Regions from separate parts of the Mus musculus genome. Here region 1 is linked to region 2. The links are chromatin contacts, called in public HiChIP or PLAC-seq maps. All regions are on one chromosome and are shown on one strand. Each heading gives the region's core, a stretch centred on a gene start, on an enhancer-like site or on the middle of the called end of the contact. The rest is flanking DNA. Distances are from core to core; before and after follow the strand shown.

Region 1 (5,848 bases), core at 966-3,465, 580 kb before region 2:
GAACTGTGATTGATACCCGCTCGATCCTCTGGGGACTCTGGCTTGTGAATCCTAGACCTTCGGTAGGAGTTGGCACTGGGATGCTCCTGCTTCACCCTCTTCTCCTTGAGACTTGTCAGAGTCTATTCCCTTCACTGTCCTCAAAGCTGACTCGGCCTGACTGCTCTGTCACTATTCGTTCTAGGTGACCAGTAAGTCTTGGGACAAAGAAAGGGAGCCTGTGTATCCCATTACTAACATAATGTCACCCTTCTCAATGATAATACGAGCACTCAGTCAGCCCCTCTTCAATACCCCCATTACTCTGTGTACCCAAGTGGGACTCCACTCTGCTTCTTTGGTGAGGCTGGAATGTGTGTACTCAGGGAACACATCCTGTCCTGTAAGCTGGAACTGCCTGAGTCCCCAATCCCTCTAGGTAAGTGAGGGTGCCCGTGTACACCAGGATCTAGAGGTACTTTGTGGACCTGAGCTCTCTCTAGCTTTATCTTTCACAACCTGGCTAGACACTGCCAGGCGTGACCCCAGAATCTCTCCACTGCCCATTTTCCCAACACACACACACACACTCCCCCAGAACTGGACTTCCCTTATCAGCCGTCCCTCCTGACCTATCTAATCAAAAGTACACAATGTGCCACCAATCTTCTTTACTTCGAATAGTGGGCCCGAGTCTCACTAGGCAGCCTCAATCAGAGCCTGCTCAGAGCTGCTCAGGCCCCCTTCCTTGTCCTTTTCCTCTTACCCTGAAGCCAGCACCCCCTCCCAAACACCCCCTGCTGCCCTCTACACAGGAAATCACACCTTCCCTCACTTTCAGAGAGCCCAGAGTCAGGTTCCTCAGTCCCCTCACAGAATAGCCACTGCTGCCAGACAACCTGCCTATCAGATGAGAAATCAGACCCAAAGTTTGAGACATATAGCAGGCCCAAAAGGACAGGGCAGGCCAACCTACACCATCTCCTTGGTTAATTAATCCCCAGTTGGCCTAAAGCCAACCTAACAACCATGCTTCCAAAGTACTCCTAGAAACACTTCCCACCTGGCCAGCCCCTCCCTCCAACGCGTGAGCAACGCTCAGCTTGGATTCCCACGTACCAGTGCAGCCAGAATATCAGCTTCTCCCTTGGCTTGAAAGCCCTGGATTTTGTCTCTGTCTCTCCTTAGGGTGTTCAAGTGGTTCAGAATTTTCTCCTAAGGAAAGATAAGCAGCGGAGAGAGATGAGTGTCCTGAGCTGGGGCAGGAGGGACACCAGACAGAACCTTCCCTCGCAGGCCCTGGGAGGACTTACTCTGTGAGGCAGGGCGGCTTTCTCCACCAGGACTGCAGTGTGGGGGCGGTGCTCCCGGGACTCCCTGCACATCACACACAACAGTTTGCCATCATCTTCACAGTAGTAGTGTAGCTTCTCCTGGTGCCGCTCACACAACTTCATGTCCTGTGGCTCGCGGGCGAGCTCTCCTGGCTGTCTGCCATTGTCCACCTTCAGCCGTTCAATGTTCTCCACCAGACTTGCTAGCTGCCACACGGGTCGGATGTTCTCCTTCTTAAAGGGCTTCTTGCAGAGCGGGCAGACAGGCCGGTTCCCCGATATGGGGCGGATATCACTTGTGCAGCTGCGACAGAAGACATGGCCACAGTCGATGGTCACCGGGTCCCTCAGGTAATCCAGGCAGATGGAGCAGGTCACCTCTTCCTCCAGGCTCCTCAAGGGGGCTGACACTGCCATTGCACCCTTAGGTTGGGGGTCTCTGTTCCTTAGACCTGAAATCAAGAGCAGACTCAGCAATAGGAGGAAGAGTGATACCCCTGTGGATTGCTCAAGCTAAGACCACAAGGGACGCCAGGAAGGGAAGATTCCTCTGTGGCTGTCCCGGGCTATGCAGGTATGGCCCTTCTAGGTACACAGCTTAGCTGAGAAAAAGGTGTTCCTATCAATCTTTGCAGCTCTGGCCCTCTTCCTGCCCCTGTGACGACAGAAAGCTCACTTGAGTACTCTGAGTCTCAGCTTATCCATCCATAAAATGGGAGAAAGAGAGAAGCCTACAGGGGCTTCTAAACAGAATTCTTCTAAAAGAGTTCTGTTAGAAACACTAGGCATAGGCCTGGTTCATAGAAAGCAATCCAGGAGAGAACCCAAAGCCCTGGCTCCTCAACCACTGGTTGAGATCCAAGACCTGAAACTGAAAGCAGTATCAAGAATGCAGGGTCCTGCCCCACCTCCTAAGGTACACAATGCCTACACTGGGCAGGGAGGTGGCTGTGCTATGGGCACGGAGGAAGGTAACCATGCAGCATTTTGTAATGCTGGAACAGTAACACTATCACTGACAGTTACCATGGGAGTCCATCAGCGGAGCTTAGTGGACTCTGCTAATGGTGATAGGAAATACATAGACATAAAACTGCAGCCTATATATATATACCACAAGGAAAAGACATACAATGCTGATTCCTTAAAAGATCTGATATGGAAATATATAAAAGTGCTCTGCAGGCGAGGAGTTATACTGCTGAGAATATGAACCAAAAACACCCTTGGTTTAGACATGTGTGACTTTTCAAAAGATGTAATGAACAATAATAATAATAAAAAGCACATATACCAACTTGGAATGAAATTGAACTGGCAAATGAAGAAGTAACAAGTCCCCGGAATGTCGGAAGAAGTGTTGAAGGGTGTCTGATCTAACCTCTTGGTTTGCTCTTAAGGAAAACCCAGTGTTCTCAATTTAACACATTGCTGAGTTTGAAAATAGGAAAGGAAATGAAACTGTGGGGTGCCTGTGGGCCAGAAGCTCTGGCAGAATAGCCTGGAAGTTTAAAAGCCAGGACAGCTTCTTGTTTTTGTTTTCGTGCTGGAGAGAAGCAAGTAGTTCTAAGGGCAGAACTTATAATTTCTTAGGATAGAGCTCAGCTACTATTCCCCTCTCTCATAAAGTACGACGCCTTCACCACAACCCCCCCCCCCCCTGCATTAAACAAGCTCACGCTGGGTCCGGTGGGTCTTTAGATTTAAGTTGAATAAAAGCTCCTATGTACATGTACATATATCAGAGCTAACATTTCAGGGCTTACAGAAGATCCCTGGCTAATACCTGGAGCAGAGTTAGCAGGATTAGAGTCTAAGGCACACCTCCGAGAGCACCTGACCAGTGTTGTTTAGAATCATCAAGATCCTCAGGGATCAAGGCAGTGGGGAGAAAATATAAGCCTTCTGCAACTGCCAACGTAACAATAAAATTGTCATCAACAGACATCAGAGCCATTAGGTGAAAGGTTTGGAGTAGACCCTATAATGCCACAGTGGATTATTTCCTAATGTGCCTGGAGGAAGGAGAGAGCCAGTGTTCACCTTGACCACGTAACCAAGCCAGCCAGTCTGGCACAGGTCTCCCGAGGAGGAACCATGTGAGCTAAGCACCATCACGTGAGACTAGAGAGATGGCCCAGAAGTTAAGAGCACTGCCTGCTCTTCCAGAGAACCCAGGTTCAATATTCCTAGCACCCACACAGCAGCCCACAACTGGCTATAACTCCAGTTCTTCTGGCCTCTTCAGACACGTGACACACAGACAAACGTGCAGGCATTTAAAATAATCCCCCTCATACACACAAAGAAATAAAAAAAATAAAATAAAAACAAACACTATCACCTATGAAGTTTATTTTCCAAAAATGTTTGACTTGATTGAACTTCACAAAAACTTTAGATTTAGCTTTCAGTTTATGGAAAACAGGCAATTAAAAAAAAACCACACACACACTATATTATCACAGAGAATGTGTTAATAGCACCAAGTTAAACCACAGAGCGGGGAAATAATCAGACAGATTCAGAATATGGGGCACCCATAGTCACAGACCAATTGGTCTTTTAAAAACCCCAAGGTAGGGTGAGTGTGATGGCCTTGGGGTCAAGGCATCTGCTGCCAAGCCTGACAACTTGAGTTAGATCACTATAACTCCTGTGGTAGAAGGAGAGAACCAATTTCTGCAAGTTGCACACACACACACACAGAGCACATGAACTCAAGAATAAAACAAAAAAAAAATCACAGTAATAAGTAGGTGCCAAAGATAAAATCTATCCTGATTCTGTTTTTATTTTTCCTTCTTTTTTTTTTTTTCGGTTTTTCGAGACAGTGCTTCTCTGTGTAGCCCTGGCTGTCCTGGAACTCACTTTGTAGACCAGGCTAGCCTCGAACTCAGAACTCCGCCTGCCTCTGCCTCCCGAGTGCTGGGATTAAAGGCGTGTGCCACCACCGCCTGGCTCTGATTCTGTTTTTAAAAGGTAGTTATAACAACATTTCAGAGGCTATCAAGAAAAATATAAATGGAGATAATCTTAATGGCACGTACTGAGACTACATGAAAACCTTCTTTTCAGCAGCAGATGCCACCATAGTTAGATCTTCATAACTACAATTTACATTGAAATGGTTTCAGAAAACTGTACAAAAAGAAAAGTTTGGGGAAACAAAGGTTATGGTTTTCTGATACATTAAAAGGGTCTGTAACCACTCAAGTTGTTGAAACCAGAGTATTTAAAACCTTGTCTAACACTCGTATTGAAATAATGAGTGGGTTTAGAAAAACTAAAGCCAATGTTAACTGTACAGAGTCTTTTGATTCTGGGTCACCGTAACTTGACAGTCACTGCCTGGCTGCAAAGACTCACCTTGAACATGTTATTTTTAAGACTAGAGGTATAAACTCAAAAGCTTGAACAATTCAGGCTCAAAGTTCAGGTTCTAGACTCCAATAATCAGGTGATTTCACACTCGGGATACTCTTCCGAGGAAACTGAGATTTGGTCCTTGTACTGGCTAGTTTTGTGTCAACTTGACACAGCTGGAGTTATCACAGAGAAAGGAGCTTCAGTTGAGAAAATGCCTCCATGAGATCCAACTGTAAGGCATTTTCTCAATTAACGATCAAGGGTTTCAGGTCCCTTGTAGGTGGGACCATCTCTGGGCTGGTAGTCTTGGTTCTATAAGAGAGCAAGCTGATCAAGCCAGGGGAAGCAAGCCAGTAAGTAACATCCCTCCATGGCCTCTGCATCAGCTCCTGCTTCTGACTTGCTTGAGTTCCAGTCCTGACTTCTTTCAGTGATGAACAGCAGTGTGGAAATGTAAGCTGAATAAACCCTTTCCTCCCCAATTTGCTTCTTGGTCATGATGTTTGTGCAGGAATGAAAAAAACCCTGACTAAGACAGTCCTATTAACCATGATGCTGTAGGACACAGAGCCAGGAATCAGTCTAAGTGCCCAAACTTCCGCCCCAGTCATCCCACACTGTAAAATGGGGCTTGAGACCATCTCCTCTGTTCAATACCCTGATGGGCTCATCTATACAGATGGCTTGGTAAACTGAGCAGAGGTGACAAGAGAAAAGGGGAATGTATTCTTCAGCTTTGGTTGAAAGCACTCTAGCCTTCACTACTAAGAGATAACAGGAAGCACTCTTGTTAGACAGCACTCTTTGCTTTTTATGGATGGAAGCAGCTCAAGCTTGCGGAATTAAGAGGAAAAAAGCTGGGTTGAGGGGAAGAGAGGGCAAAGCAGTCCACACCACTTTCCCATACCTACTCCGTCAGGCCCTCCACAAAGCTAGTGTTTTGTTTGATGAGGCAGAGCCAGGACTAAGCAGCTCAAGCTGGCCTTGAATATTCTAACCTCCTGCCTTTGCCTCCTGAGTACTGGGATCACAGGTGTGTACCTCTGCTGAATTCTAAAAGTACTTTCCCAAACCATGATCTCATATTTCTTATCATATATATCTGACCTTGTTCTCTCCGATCATCTCCACAAGTTCCTAAAAAATAAAACCATTATCCTACCCTC
Region 2 (5,545 bases), core at 130-2,629:
GGAGGCCAATGTGCAAGTCTGGAGTCTATCCATAAGCTCCATCTGCTCTCCCAGAGAAACTTAAGCAAGGTCTTCAAAGAGAAAGAAGCAGGCTTTGGTTCCCACCCAGTGTTTCCTGAGCACAGGATTTGGTCCTCCTGGCATCCTAGATGCAGGGGCAGCAAAGCACCGAACTAGACCGGTTTTCTACACTCCAGCTCCAGCCAGGGAAAGCGTTTCGCTAATGTCAGCTGTGGTGGCTACTCCTGGTGGTCAACTTGACTATCTGGAAGGAATTACAACCCAGAATTGGAGGGCTCACCTGTGATCCAGATCTTGAGGCTGGAAGACACAAGTTTCTGACCTGGATCTTGACATGGAGATCTTGAGGTACAGTGGCCATTAAGTTTAGGACCAGGCAAGGCAGTACACGACTTCAATCCCAGACTGGGGCAAGGAGTTCTCTGAGTTCAAAGTCAGCCCGGGAGAAAGCAAGTCCCAAATCCAAACAAGGTGGTGCACACCTTAATCTGGGCCACGCCTTCTGCTGGAAGTCTACATAAGGACATAGGAAGAAGGAAGATTCTCTTCTTCACGGGCTTGCACTTACTTGCCAGCACATCTGTCGGAACCTACTTCTACAGAAGACCAGCTGAAAGAACTAGCCACGTGGGACTGCGCAACTACTAGATTCTTGGACTTCCCATCCACAGCTGCCCATTGTTGGGTTAGCCTGTAAGTCATCACGATTAATTATAGAGAGAGAAACATTCACTAGGTTCTGTAGCTCTAGAGAACCCCTGGCTAATACATCACCCAACCGGAGGAGGGGAAAAGACGCACCTCGGTCTGCAGCCAAGATAACTCACCTACTACAGCTTGCCGGTTAAATTGCCAAACCTCAGCCAGTCGGAAGTGACGTGCCAGCATAGACTCTCAGGTCGGCCACGTAATACACCGCCGCCTTAAACAGCAACCCTCCCCCAGAATTGACCCGGAGACCGGGAAAGTGTGGCCCAACGCCCACAACCCGTAGCCGCCCAGGCCTCTGCGGTTCCCAGCCCCACCGAGGACCAGCTTGAGCCTCTGCGGGCTCGCTGACCGCGCAGCTCTGCCAGCCCAGCCACGGCGCGCTGCCCGCCATGGGGTTCGGCGTCTCGCCACGCGCATGCGCGGCCCTCAGTCTCCGGGGGACCGCTCTGGTCACCTGGGCGCCAGCACCTCAGCCACGGGAAGCGGCGGGTTCCCTCTCGCCCGGTAAACTAGCCGCGCAGGCCCTCGCCTCCGGCTCTCCGCCCGCCACCCGCCGCGGGCCCGACTAGGCCCTGGCACGGCGGCTCGGCGCCGCGCAGCTGTCTTCCATCGCCGCAGCGCGGCTTCCGCTTCCGGCGAGTATTGTGTGTCGCGCCGCGGGGCGGGGGTGAGGGGAGGAGGAAGGAGGGAGGCAGTGCTCCGGCGGCTCCGCGCCCGGCACTCCGGGACCCGGAGCCGGGAAGGTAGGTGCTGCGCCGCCGCCACAAGGGTCCCGCAGCCGGCTCCAGCGAGCGGGCTCCTCTCGCCGCGGCCCTACGCCCGGCGAGTACGTCAGCCGGCCGGCGCGCAACCACAGCTGCCTCCGCCCGCCTCGGGCCCGGAGGACGTTTGCCGCCCCGGCGACGTCAGCGCGTCCGGCGTTGCTTGGCTACCCCGCCGTTCCCCTGTCCCGCTGCCTTTGGTCTCCCCGGGTGAAACTGACGCAGTCATCGCGGGTCTGGGCTGCGACATGGCAGCGGGCATCCCACCTTCACGTCACACCTCTCCCTCACTTAGACACGCATCCGTTCCTCCCTGCCAAGCACGACGTATGCTCCCTCACTCTGGTCCTCATGCTCCCGATATGGCTGGAGAAGATGGAGAACGGGTGGGACAGAGTTGTGGCCAGTGCTTGAAAGAGGCTCCTGAGGTGGTACCCAATAGTGATTAAAGGCAAAACGTGGACGTCTCTGACGCGATTACTTACACTGAGATCGAGTAATGGAGAGTGGGAGGAAGGATCAAGCCAGAGGAGCACAAGGCCATATTATGGCTGCCCTCTACACCACCACCACACCACCCCCAGCTCCAAATCCTCTCCGTTCTTCACTATCCTTGAGCCCGTTTCTCTCTCATACCATCTATTTGCTAATTAGATACATGCAGGTCTCTCAAGTGTGAATATGGTTCAGTTTTAGGTGAGGATGCCACTTATCTGTAGGATTGAGGAGGAGGAGGCTAAGTCACTAGTCAAAACTGGATTCTAATGGGCAGAGAAGAAAGAAATCATCCAACTGTACTTATCTGGATCAATTCTTTTCTCCATTAAAAGAGGATAAGTTACCAACTCCTACTTAAAATCCTTCCATTTGTACCACCAGTATACAGAAATAATCATTGTTGCCCCAATTCATTACATGGGCACTTTTCTGTCGATGGGTAGACCTATCAAATTTCCTTCCTTTTTGGGGGGCCCCTTTTGGGACAGAAGGAAAGTAGGGGGTTATGGGACCAGATAAATTAGCTTACTTATGTATTGACATCTTAAGAATGGAGAGCTTTGGTTGTCTCTTTCCATACACTTATTCATTTATTGAGACCAATAACTATTTATTGGTTATATTTAATTTAGGCTGGCCTCGAGTTCCTGAGGCTCCTGCCTTTGCCTCCTCGGTACATGCGCTACCTACCTAGTATTAACCATACCTGGCTAATTTCCTTCCTAATCACTGACTATCTAAGGAGTTAGTTATCAGTAGTGACGTTGAAAGACTGCAGTCACCACTGAATGTTTAGAATGTACTTGCCAGCTCTCTCTCCAAGAAGCTGCTGCCCTCAATGCACTCAATGGTGCTTCCTTAGAGCTGATATGTATTTGTTGCTTTGCAGCCATCCCAGCTGCACACAAATAGAAATGCGGTGAGTGACAGGAGCATCTTCAAGAAGAGAGCGTTCTTCCTTTGGGCTAGTTTGGGGAAAGGAAGAACCATGTCATGCTTTCCCTGAAACAGTGTGTTACTGTAGTGTAACTCATTAAGAGGAACAGCAGACAATCAAGGCTAGACTCTAAAACAATAAACTTCCTATGACGTTAGAAGAAGTAGCTTGGGGTTCTTTGAAATCGATGCAGTAATTATATATGAAGTTCTTTAAAGTAGTAATGAGTTCTAGGGCTGATAGTCAGTTTTAATAGATATGTAGATATATTATTTGTTTTACAAATCTTACTCTACAGCCCAGGCTAGCCTTATTCTTGTATTGATCCTCCTGCCTCACAGTGAGCCACCATGCCCAGCTAAAATCTTAATACTTTGGCTTATGTGACATATCTCATTTCCCATGGTTCCCTCCCTGTAGAAATAAGATCTGTGTAATTCAAGCTAACCTAGAACTCATTGTGTAGCCTACGTTGGCCTTCAGCTAATGACAGTCCCCCTACCTTGACCTCAAAAATGGCTAGGGAAATGGGTTTCAGTCGCCATATCAGGCTCCTTTTCATTGCTGGTATTGAAAAAGCAGAGGTAAAGAAATTCTGGGCACTGCTGATATTTGCTGACTCAAAATAATAATAAAATAATAATAACAGTGATGGGGAGAGGTCACACACACTGTAAATAGACCAACAGATGAAAAGGTGGAAATGGGAGAATACCAAGATGGGGCTTCATCTAGACCTATGGCTTACTGGGAGCTAATGTCAGGAAACAAAATAACCCTCCAACTAACACTTCTTTCCTCTCTCCCTGCCTCCAAGTTATAATGGCAGAGACAAGTCTGTTAGAGGCTGGAACCTCTGCAGCCTCCACAGCCGCTGCTCTGGAGAACCTGCAGGTGGAAGCAAGCTGTTCTGTATGCCTAGAGTATCTGAAGGAGCCAGTTATTATTGAATGTGGGCACAACTTCTGCAAAGCGTGCATTACCCGCTGGTGGGAAGACCTAGAGCGGGACTTCCCTTGCCCTGTCTGTCGGAAGACATCCCGATACCGGAGTCTCCGGCCTAACCGACAGCTAGGCAGTATGGTGGAAATCGCCAAGCAGCTCCAGACGGTCAAGCGGAAGATCAGAGATGAAAGCCTCTGCTCCCAGCACCACGAACCTCTTAGCCTTTTCTGCTATGAAGACCAGGAGGCTGTCTGTCTGATATGTGCAATTTCTCATACCCACCGGCCCCACACCGTCGTGCCGATGGATGATGCTACACAGGAATACAAGGTAGGCAGCCAGGCCCATGATGCTAGGGTTGGGGGTTGGGGAGGGCAGCTGAGAATATACTCTGAGTAGTCCCTTCCTGACTGTATACATCTGGTCAGTTGTCCTCCATTGAGAACAGTGAGGAGTACCCTAAAATTTCTGTAACTTACTGCAATAATATTGAGTCTTCCAAATATATCAGATTTTAAATAAATGAGTGGAACCACATGATCTGAAAAATATTTTAGAAGAACTAAAAAAGATTTTGATTTAAGCCTTTTTACTTAGGAAGTAGTTCTTTTCCCCATTTGTTGGAGGTAGCTAAAACCACTTGAGACTGATATCCAGCAAACTGTGCTGAGCCAGTCTGCATCTTCCCATAGAATGGGTAACAGCATTTAACATTTAAATCACTAGTGAGGGCACATGGTAAATATTTTACTAATAAAAATCAAAGATGGTACTGCCTAGGATTCTGCTTAACATTCTGCTTAACAAAGTCTTGAAAAATATTTAAGGTTATTTACAATCAAGATTTATTTTGTTTCTAAGTAGTTAGATTTGAATAGAGGCACGGGTTTAAAAGGGTATCAAGACAGGCGTGGTGATACAACACACTTGTAATCCCAACACTCAGATGGAGGAGGCAGAAGGATCAGAAGTTGGTTATTCGTGACTCCATGTCAGGACTGCTGGAAACCTGATCATAAAATAACAATAATAAAAGTGCAGAAGGCAGCTTCTGGCAGGAGGAAGGTGTAGCCTGGTACTAGAGACTGTTCTATCATACACACCTTTCATGGATCCCCAGCACCCCCAGAACAAGCAAACGAAAACCCAGGTAACTTCAGTTGTCCATAAGAGAACAGCATGGGAGCAGACCCAGTCGATGACAGCCAGACGACTAGGTTCAGGGGAGGAAAATCAGGTAAGCCACAAGCATGATGGTGACTAGTGCCAGAGAAAGGGGGATCTATGAAACATCCACATGACATCTCTAGCTCTGACAAGGAAGGGAGTTGGATGAAGAAGTGATGCAAGGGCAGACAGTGAATGACGGTGGAGTGGAGAATGCGTCTCAGTGGTAGAGCGCCCGCCCAGCATGCTGGGGGCATGGGTTTGACCTAAGTGCTTCAAGGGAAGAATAATCAGGGGTAGAGAAATGGCTTAGCAGGTAAGTGGGCCACTCAGGCAGATCACCTGAGTTTGTTCCCTAGCCTATAACTTCAGTTCCAGGGCATCTGATGCACTCTTCTGGCTTCCCTGGGCAGTGACACACACATACGCACACACTCAAGCAAACACATTCACGTGACTAAAAAGAAGAATCTATATCAACAGCAAAAGGTTAACCTCTTGAGTA

What was found. HiChIP or PLAC-seq counts read pairs in DNA pulled down with a chosen protein or histone mark.
Region 1: an H3K27ac HiChIP or PLAC-seq map of extraembryonic endoderm stem cells shows a contact between it and region 2, with 4 times the contacts expected there. The contact joins the enhancer-like site here to the promoter of Trim39 in region 2. A contact is called at or near these places in 13 of 39 promoter capture datasets (the C10 cell line, the HPC-7 cell line, cranial neural crest and 9 more), 5 of 115 datasets of contacts at active chromatin or transcription factors (bone marrow-derived dendritic cells, double positive thymocytes, extraembryonic endoderm stem cells and 2 more) and 2 of 9 other capture datasets (adipose tissue and liver).

What each region holds. Positions count from the first base shown.
Region 1 is chr17:36,846,573-36,852,420 of GRCm38.p6, reverse strand. It overlaps Trim26 (tripartite motif-containing 26), which reads right to left. Exons shown (of 10, transcript NM_001025599.3): 3 at 1,293-1,765; 4 at 1,099-1,194. The coding sequence starts at 1,730. Among named protein-coding and RNA genes, the nearest start is that of Gm25973, 7.1 kb to the right of the region's middle. Within about 2 kb of position 2,215, at least 29 of the 459 cell types and tissues checked have an H3K27ac peak or open chromatin away from gene starts, as enhancers often do. A contact at or near this core is called in extraembryonic endoderm stem cells and liver, where this site is marked.
Region 2 is chr17:36,267,267-36,272,811 of GRCm38.p6, reverse strand. It overlaps Trim39 (tripartite motif-containing 39), which reads left to right and starts at 1,379. Exons shown (of 7, transcript NM_178281.1): 1 at 1,379-1,475; 2 at 3,746-4,203. The coding sequence starts at 3,751.